Regions from separate parts of the Mus musculus genome. Here region 2 is linked to region 1. The links are chromatin contacts, called in public HiCAR-type maps. All regions are on one chromosome and are shown on one strand. Each heading gives the region's core, a stretch centred on a gene start, on an enhancer-like site or on the middle of the called end of the contact. The rest is flanking DNA. Distances are from core to core; before and after follow the strand shown. Region 1 holds the start of E430024I08Rik (a long non-coding RNA gene). Region 2 holds the start of Ell2 (elongation factor for RNA polymerase II 2).

Evidence for each region. HiCAR-type assays count read pairs that join an accessible place to other places.
Region 2: a HiCAR-type map of astrocytes shows a contact between it and region 1, with 3 times the contacts expected there. The contact joins the promoter of Ell2 here to the promoter of E430024I08Rik in region 1. A contact is called at or near these places in 1 of 39 promoter capture datasets (hippocampal neurons), 1 of 484 Hi-C or Micro-C datasets (B cells) and 3 of 115 datasets of contacts at active chromatin or transcription factors (astrocytes, stem cell-derived neural progenitor cells and thymic regulatory T cells).

The regions. Positions count from the first base shown.
Region 1 is chr13:74,461,557-74,466,568 of GRCm38.p6, reverse strand. E430024I08Rik (a long non-coding RNA gene) reads left to right here and starts at 2,957. Exons shown (of 8, transcript XR_003950546.1): 1 at 2,957-3,360; 2 at 3,903-3,987.
Region 2 is chr13:75,704,656-75,709,667 of GRCm38.p6, reverse strand. Ell2 (elongation factor for RNA polymerase II 2) reads right to left here and starts at 2,184. Exons shown (of 12, transcript NM_138953.2): 1 at 1,871-2,184. The coding sequence starts at 2,017. It overlaps 1700037F03Rik (a long non-coding RNA gene), which reads left to right and starts at 2,511. Exons shown (of 3, transcript XR_873683.1): 1 at 2,511-2,589.

The DNA.
Region 1 (5,012 bases), core at 1,708-4,207:
AAGAAGACTGATTTTTTTGGCCTTGTAAGAATAGTAGTGTGCTGGAAAACTTGAGGAATTTTGAACCGATCAGTATAAGTTAATATTCAGCCACTGTCTCTCCTCATTACAACATTGTGTGATATATGAAGAGTTAAATTTGTCAGAAATATTTTTACCATCATTGTTAACATGAGTTATGTTCAGTATGGTGAAACATGCTTCCATTATGAATTGGACTATATTCCAGAGCCCTTCAAAAAAGGATTAACTTGAATCAGCTGTTTCCTACCTTAGAACCCTTAATGAAGAATTTGTACCAGGGACTTTTGAAGTCCAAGTACACGAAATAGGATACCTGAATAATTCTACAAATCTGTTAAGTTTGATGAAAGAATATCCTGCATCACTTTTAAATCAGGGAGCATTTGTTATTAGTGTACTGAAGGACACCATCTATTAGTGAGAAGTACTATTTGATAATGAGATAGTATTCTGTATTTGGTATATAGCTTTTAGACTTGGCCTCAGTATTTAAGAAGATTGCTCAGTTTTCCTCAGCTGTATATAGGCCCTGCTGTGCTGAAGTAACCCACATTCTTGTATGTTGTATGAGATATTGAGATACATCCATTTATGGCAAAGGAAATCTGGAGTGAGAACTCATTATCTAAATAACATTTGACATGATCAAACATAACTTTGGAGGACTGCTGTCCCTTCAGTTGCTAAATAGACACACTGCACTTTAAAGGGGATCATATTTCATATTCAGCAAAATCAATTTCAGTTCATGTTCCGGTAGGCCTGTTGAAAAGCCATGCCTAAGTTATCACTTGGGCTTCTAAATAACTTTTGTTTCTTCAAGCTTTGCTTTGTACTATTTTCCCTCTTAGTGAATATTTCTCAATACCCTTGGGTAGACTGAGTGTGACTTCCCTTGGAAGCTCTGAGGGAATCATCCCCATATTTTGACTCTCCTCAATATAGCCTGGACACAGGATAGAATTAAACTTAGATTACAGGCAGTTTGTCATAAATGTTCATCTGAAGACAGAGACTTTTATTCCATAATATTTACCATAAGTGTCATACTCTAAGTGCCTTAAATGCCTCACTTATTCCTTCAGAACTTCCAAAGGCTTTGTAGGAGTTTTTTTAATTCTCATTTTTGGAAATTTCCATCCTAATCTATATATGAATCCTTCTTTATTAAAACTATTTCTTTCTTTCGATCATTCTAACATTTTATATTTGTTAATATCATAAGATACAATAAGTTTAACAAATAAATTCACATTCTACTATGACAACATTTATTCAGGGGTGGGGAACAAGGTATGTTTATCCCCTCTTTCTAAGTTCTCAATGGCACCACATCTCAAAATTATCATAGTTCAATGAAAGATGTCAGTGAGTTCACTGGGTTTACATACACAAAATTGACAAGGTGTTTCTTATGCGACTATGGATATTCTAAATCAGTCACATTAAAAAGGCCTTCCTCGGGCTGGAGCAATAGCGCAGTTGTTAAGAGCATGCACTGCTCTTCCAGAGGACCTCAGTTCAATTCCCAGTAAGCACATGGTGGCTTGCAACCATCTATAATGGAATCCAACGCCTTCTTCTGGTGTATCTGAGGACAGCTACAGTGTATATTCATGGACATTAAAAAAAAATCTTAAAAAAATGCCTTACTAGCACTTAGTAACTTATACTTGTCTGTTGGGATCTGTGAATATCAAAGTCATTGTATCCTTTGTTAGTATGCCACTTTTGGAGGTATGTGGATGGGAAAACTTTTAGGTTCTTTTGAGGAGCCATTAAATCTGTAAGGTAGAAGTTACTAGAATCAGAACAAAACAAAACATTAAGATGCAAAACGAATACTTTGTAAGTCTGATATTTCTTCTTTGTGTAATAGGGATACTATTGACTCGGTGGGACCATCAAGAATAATGGTGCCTACCATTTGATCTTGAACCATGTGGTTATATTACCTAAAGACCTGGTAAAATTAAATGGTCTATGCTTTATATCATTATCAAAAAAAGACACCAAGCCCCATGATTGCTTACATTTTAAGAGGATTCCCTAGGTGAAATTTAAAACAACAACTGAAGAAATAGTGGTTTTCTGTTGTATGAGAACTGGGCCCCTGAGTAAAGTAAACCTATTTCCCATCAGGGAATTCCGGGTTCTTGCATAGCCCCCTTATGACTTTCTTTGGGGCAGGAAGGAAGATGCTGATAGTATGAAAAAGAGGACTGGGAAGGCAGATGAGAGAAGAGACAGGAGCTGATTTCACATAGCACAGCAAAATCTTTGTGCTAACCCTGAGCCTAACCCTAAACCTGTAACCCTAACCACACTAACCCTAATCTAAACACTCTTTATCTTAATCCTAACCCTCTAATCCCCTAACTCTAACCCTGCATCCTGTAAGGGAGTTTTCTTAATTATTCCTTTTGAAGTGAGAAACCCTTGCTATATCTTGGTCTTTTGAGAGTTTAAGATCCACCTTTAATCCAGGCTACACATTCTTTCTGAAACCTACATACATAAAGGACCTTAAACAGGGAAGTTCTTTCAAATTGTCTACTTCTTTCCCTACATTTTTTAGCAAGGTGTTTTGTTTGTTCATTCATTCATTTTGTTTTGTTTTTAAACTGGCATTAGTAAGTACGTATTTCTTCAGAATTCTGGTAAGTTCTCAAGATCCGCTGAGATATCAAGCAATGTGAACTCAACAAGTCCTTGATTTTTCTTCTTTCCCTTGGCAATGAATGTGCTAAGCCATTATTGGACTAGGAGGACCACTGTCTGTGAGACATTCTATTAATCCCCTTTCTACATACATAAAGAAATTCGTCCTATGAGATGAGGTACGATTATCTGTACTAATACAACTGTGGTTTGTCTCCACCCTGCCACTGAGGAAGATGCGCTGGCTAACAACAGTGCTCTACACTGTTTGTCATCTCTTTCCTGGTTTTCTCCCAAGGTTGTTTCATACCTCTTTGGTGAAAAGGACCTGCATTTCCCCTGGTCCAGCATCAAGCTACAAAACAAAACTCTTGTATCCTAAAATCCTCTTTAGTGTTATTATCCTGGGCATCCTTCCACTGGTGAGCCAGATTGATAACTCCACTCCCAGTTTAGTAAAAGGCTAGCGACCTTGATTTCAGGAAGAAGGGGAAGTGCTGTGAGGAAAGCTCAAGCAAGCCAGGAAGTAGGTCATGGTGAGTGCAGGACCACTGCTACAACGGGAAGGAGCAGGCGGCTGAACAGCCTGAGCTGAAATGCTGTCTCCACTCCCACCGCTCGGAGGATAGACACAAATGCTAATGGAGAGCAAGTCAGACCAGAGATCTGGAAAAGGTCTGACCCAAGACTGGAAGCTCTATTTAACCTTGAGGAGGGGTAAGACTCATTGGGCAATCTAGGGCCCCAGGCGGATCTGCCAGTCAGACAATGAGGAGGGTTCTTCCGGGTGGCTTGCTGCACGTTCGTTTTGGAATGCAGGAGTGAATAGTCCTTTCCGTCCTGCTTTGAGTAATGCTGTTGGGTGCCATTGGGGACCTTAAGCGAGCTCCGAAGTTGAGACATGGTGAGTGCGAGATCACTGCCCACAAAGGGGAGGAGCAGGCGGATGAACAGCCGGAGCTGCAATGGTGGATCCTCCTCAAAGTCGGCCTGGGACCACAGATAGAGGAGGCTCTAGGAGGATAGGCACAAATGCCACCCGAATGCAAACCACTCCCGAGATCTGTAAAAGGACTGGACCGGGACAGGAAGCACACTTTAATCTAGAGGCGGGGTAAGACTCGCTGGCCAATCAAGGATTCCAGGGCGAACTGCCAGTCAGACAATGAGGCGGGGTCTTCCGGATGCCTTGCTGGAAGTTTGTTTTTGCTCTACAGGATTGAACCGTCTCTGTGTCTTGCTTTGAGCGCTGCTGTTGGGTGCTGTGAGTGGACCTCAAGTAAGCTCCGTTTTTGAAACATGGTAAGCGCATGGTTACTGTCTATAATGGGTAGGGGCAGGTGGCTGAGCAGTGGGAGCTGAGGTGGTGTGTCCTCTCTGGGGCTGTATGGGAAGCCTCAGCCAGATGTAACCAGATGTGGCCAATTGTGCGGTCCTTTGTGATGCTCCTCACTTGCTAAAACAGGCGGTGAACTCTGAATAACATCAGTATCAGGGCTGAATCAGCTCAAAACATTAGGATTAGGGGCTTGCTTGTAGAAATTTCACGGGCAGGATGCCAAACTTGGAGAGCCCTAGTTTCTCTTGAATCTTCTATAAGTTTTGCCCCCAGCATTTACCTATTAAGTATAAGATCCATTTGTAGTTAATTTTGTGGAGCTGTTAAAAGGCATCTCATGTGTTGGGTAGCACTCCCATACTAAGCTGAGATGTAGAAGAGTAGAATTGATGATTTAAATGGTTTACCAAGCTTAAGAAATAGTGACAGTAAGTAGCATTTAGCTGATGGAGGACTGTGTCAAAAACACCCCACAGGTTAGTATGCTAAGCAGGCCGGTTAGAGACTAGGATGCTAGGATTCACATGTTTGCTCCCCAGGTTTGTCTACACAGCTGGCTCCAAACTATAACAAAGGAGAGACAACTGTGATGTACAACCAGCCACTTGGCACATGCTCAAAGCAAAAAGCAGGTCTGTAACAAGCTGCTCAATCCATCATTACAGAGTCACAACCAACATTAATGCCTGGTGTGCCTAAAGCTCCCGTTTTCTAATTGAGAAAAGCATAGTTCTGCCACATGGAAAAATTACACTGGTTGACATCCATTTGAGAAGGAAAAACACCTATGTGCTTGCAGACAGGAGCTGAGCATGGCTGTCCTCTGAGAGGCTCTACCAGTAACTGAGACAGATGCAGATACTTACAGCCAACCAATGGACTCCAGTCAGGGACCCTATGGAAGAGTTAGGGGAAGGATTGAAGGAGCTGTATGGTATACCAGTCCCTTAAGAAGACCAATAGTATCATGTAACCTAGACCCCTGGGA
Region 2 (5,012 bases), core at 935-3,434, 1.2 Mb before region 1:
CAGGGCTGAGTTTCTCTGTCAGCCTTGGCCCCCCTGCCTTCCTGCCTGGCTTTCCCCAGATGGGCCTCCCACTTCATGCTGGTACTGGCCTCTTTCTTGCTTGTGAACCTGTCTGGAGAGTAGCTACTAGCACATTCAGTTTTGCTATTTGGATCTTTGTGTCTTTATTGGTGGCTCTACACTGCTCTCCAAGCCTTATTTGAGGTCTTCTCCCTGGGTGGAAGGTCTGTTTCTCCATATACTTGCACTCCTCCCTGTTGGCTTCCCCTTAATCTCCACAAAACGTGTCATTACTTTCCACCATATGCTTCTCTGTGCATAACACGTGCCCAATCAATTCTTTGGGAGCCTCTGAGAGCATATGATCTGGATCTTTCCTTTTCTGTCAGGTGAACTCATATACTCCCAAGATGTACACAACTGTTTATGTTCTCTCTGTGTGTGCATGTGTGTGGGAGCTTCTGGAAGCTCTGCTGGCCCAGGTTTCTGCTTCTCACGATGGCTCTGCCTAAGACTATTTTTCTCTGTATGCATTTAAAGTGCCTGGCACTAGTAGGAGCTCAACAGATGTTAGTTCTTTTTCCACTTTTATCTAAGTATGTGAGGTCCGAGTCCCTCTGTGCCTGTTTTATGAGACATATTGGAATATATTCTTTAGTAGGCACTGAACTTCTTGTTAGAAAATCCTGTGGGGTGTAGCTGTTTGTTTCTTTTCTCTGAACAAAATGCCCCTGGCTCTTCCATATGGTATAGTCTTTCCCTTCGACAACATGTCCACTTTCGTCTCCCTACTCCCCCACCCCCTTTTACATGCCCATAATCGGCTTCCTTATACCCCCATCTGGTTAAATTGTCATTACGGTGCCTTTCTGTGCGAAAGTTCCTGGGTTTGGACTCCAGCTACAGGGTATGTGCCTTGGAGCCTCTTCCTCTAGTGGAGTCAAGCGCTCAGAGTATGGGATGAGGCGGAGACCACAGGTTTCTCTCTCTGGGGCCCAGGAAAAGAGCAGAATCTCATCCAGTCAGCCGTCTGTCTCCCCACAACCTTCGGGCTCGCTCCTCGCCAACAGACAGCGAGCCAGCACAGGACGCGGAGCGCCTTTCGGCTACGCGGAGCTTCTGAGAATTCCTTTCCCCAGACCCGGCCGTCTTGTTTCAGGCTCTAGTTGATTTTGAGTCTTCTGGTGTCTCTCCCGGAGATGAGGTGTCGGTTTGCGGCCACTCGGTATGCGGTGTGTCTCCGGGAACCCAACCCACAGAGCTGGAGTCCCCGAGTCCCCGAGAGTGCAAGGTGTGTCCCCCTCCCCCTCCTCGCAGCGCCAGTGTCCCGGCCTTCCCGAGTACACCATGTACACTCTCGCCTGCAATAGGGGTGCCAGTGTCTCCGAGTCCCTGAGAGTACTAGTTATGTCTTCACCCCCACGGAGTGCCGCTGCCCCTCGCTCAGCGACTCAGCCATCCCTCCGCGTTTCCCAGAAAACTCTGACCGCTCGCGGCCTCCGACCCTCGCTTCTTTACTGGTAGCTCCGTGCGCCCCCTCCGAGGGTAAGGCGATCGCCACACTTCTCTCCCAAAGGACCCGGTTCCTCCTCCGGACCAAACAAGCCAGAAACCCCGCGGGCGGCTGTCGGAAAGTCCCGCAGCGGCCGCGCAGCCCCGGCCAGGCCGACCCCGCCACAAGGGGCCGCCCGCCCGCGCCCTCGATCCAGAGGCCCCGGACCGCGGCGTCGGCGCCCGCGGCTGGCCTCGTTCCCTTCGGCGGGTGCGGAGGCAGCAGCGGGAGCCAGCGCCCCACCGGCGCGGCGCCAGGCGCCCGGCAGAAAGATCAGTGGCCGCCGCCTCCCCGAGCGCTGCCCGGCCGGCCGCTCACCTTGTGGCTCTGGTAAGTCTCCAGCGCCCGGATCGCCGTCTCGGTGAGCTTCACATGCAGCACGGTGATGTTGTCCTGCCCCAGCCGCCCGCACGCCAGCCCGTACCGCTGCTCCTCCCGCAGTCCCGCAGCCCCCCCCGCCGCCATCTTAAACTCCCCGGGGTGCCACCGCGGACGCCGCTCGGGCTCCAGCCTCCACTGCGGCCGCGGCTGCTCGGGCTCCTGCAGCCGCCGCCACAGCTACGGCCATCCCGCTGCTGACGTACTGTCATATACTGCGCGCAGCTAGACCTCGGGCTTCCACAGCTGCGGGCCGCCCCACCCTCGAGCCCGCACCCCGCCCTGGACTCTGTTCATTGGTCTGAATCCCCACAGAGCCTCCCTCATTGGCTGCTCTTCACCTCAAGGGGGCGGGGCCCAAAGTCGCAGGAGTTTTGCTCTCAGGACGGGACGTCCGACAGAGGAGAGGTTGACGTCGGGGTGACGCGTCGAGTTAATCTTATCTGACGTCATGTCTCGTCTTGGCTCTCCTGCGGCGATTGGCTGGACCGATTTGGGGCAGAACCCTGCTAATTGGGTGTCAAGGTTACCAAGTGAGCCTAAGTCGGAGCCCCGCCCCTTGAGAGGTAATAGTGGACCGAACACATAGGTCAACCTGTTCTTGCGGTACGAAGTGAAGATCCCCATTCGGTAGGGGTGAAGGCAGGACAGATGACCAAGTACGGATTTTGTTTCCTGACAGCTGCACAAGCTTTGGGTCTTGATATGCTCTGTGGTGCAGACACCGTAGGCTGTCTCAAGAGAGCTTTTCCTTAAAAGGAAGTTCAGTACTGGGGTGGCACAAAGGTTTATTTATTTGTTTGTTTGTTTGTTTGTTTGTTTATTTTTAATTCCAGACTTGAAATTACCAAGTCAGCTGTAGTCTTCAGTAGTTGTGTGAGACTGTGTGGAAAACTTAAGCACAAAATTATACCAGTGCATTAAATGTGTTTTGAGTGGTGGTCATGATACAATAAATAGAGTTGGACCTTAGAGTCTTTCAAAATCAACTCATACATGTATGTGACTTCAAAGGAATAGAATATGCACTGGAGCTCATCATATGATCAGGGTTATGCCTTTTTATGGGTCATGGGGAAACCATACTGTTCGGGGTTTCTTCTTTCAAAGGCCCTTGAAGAGTATAACTGACCTTGAGGTAGGTAAAAAGAAACAATGATACCACCCATTCTCTGAGTCTTCTTTGAGATCTGTGTCTTTCATTGGTTTTATTTAGGCTAGGAGGTCTTACTGAGTTTAAATGGAGGAGGTAGAGGCCAAAGTGTAAGGAGGCTTGGCTTAGTTTCCACTTCAGTTTACACTGTGTGTGGGCATGGCTAAAGGAGGGTGCCTACAGCAATCCTCTTTAAGCTGTGTGCGGATAGACTAGATAGGTTTCCCCTGAGAAGGTCAATTAATTGGCTGATCAGAAACACAAGACAAAAAGCAAACAATTGCCAAGTTGAGGCTGGGAGATTGACTGTGGAAGGTAGGTTCTAGGCCCGCCTGGGCTTCAAACCAAGCCCTGTCTCAGAAAACAAGAGCAAAAACTAAACAAACAAACAAACAAGTGAAAGATTTAAAAGCAGGGATAGGCACTCTGTACAAATATCCCTTTTTGGCCGGGCGTGGTGGCACATGCCTTTAATCCCAGCACTCGGGAGGCAGAGGCAGGCAGATTTCTGAGTTCAAGGCCAGCCTAGTCTACAAAGTGAGTTCCAGGACAGCCAGAGCTATACAGAGAAACCCTGTCTCGAAAAACCAAAAAAAAAAAAAAAAAAGAAGATATCCCTTTTTGTTTTAAAAATCGAGACATTCATTATTGTAAAGCCCTACCATCGTCTTTCTGGATTTTTTTTTTTTTTATAGATATTTACATGGTATTTTTCTAGCTTTTAAATACAATTTGGGCTATAATTGCCTTTAATTCTATATTCACCCCACACCTTAGTAAATCCCCCCTTTTCCAGACCCTCAAGCATTCTATGAATGCTTGCTATGAAAGTCTCAGAAGGAATTCTTTCTGTAGTGTGGTTATTAAATAAAAGTCTGAGTATCAAGTCTAGTTTCATCAGATCACTTTGTAGCTTGTCCTGATTTCAGCCCACTGGTATGAGTTCTGTTAACCCATGGTTTCCACCTATTACTTTAGTGTTCGTATAGTGCCAGTTCACTTAAATTCATTGAATAAGGAAATTAAGGCAATAACAAGGGGGTGAATTAAGAAATGTACTTTTACAGGGCAAAATAAAAGCTTCATGTTTCATAAAACATGAAATATACCTGACTCAAATATCTAAATGAAATATAGTCTGGAGAACACTTCTGTGTGAACCTTTCTTGTTTTCTTTCCTTCTCTAGGGAAGAACTTAACACATATCTAACGCCTTAGTTATTTGGGGGCGGAGTGAAGATGGAAATGGGGGGGTTTGCTCGAACAAGTTAAGCCTGTATCCCACTGCTTTTCCGGTGAGGGTGGGTAAATCCCCACCCACAGGACATCCTAACTTAGTCTCCTCTTACTAAGAATTCTGATGACAGCCAAAGGCTGGGGGAGTTTTGAAACGTCTTATTTCTTTCCCCTTTTCTAGTAGAAGATTATTATCTTCATTTTAGGTAAAATTTTCTCACACCTTATTTTATTGGGAATCAAATCTTTATTAATGGCTAATATGATGGTGTAGCAAATTAATGTTTATTTGCATTATTTTTCCCTTTTGAGCTTCTCAACTGGGCATGGAAACAATCTTCATACATGCCAGAGTAGCACTGCCCAACAGAAATTTTGATTGATTATGCTGATACAAGCCAGATGGTCAGTTTGTGCTGTCCATAAGAATAGTTTGAAGGAGGCTGATGAAAGTCACCCTTTGGGAGGCTTACCACTGTATACATGTTTTCTGTATCTTTGTTCAGGTTCAGTTTAAATGATTAGTCATTGAATGCCAGATAAGTGTAACATTGTGGAAAATTTAAATATTCAACGTTATGGTTTCCAGGGGGAGTTTTCTGTATAAATGTGAATGAACCAACACACAGCAAAGCAATTAGAGAATTAGTAGATGCTAATTTGGATATGTTGGTGATGAGCTTTAAAAAATGC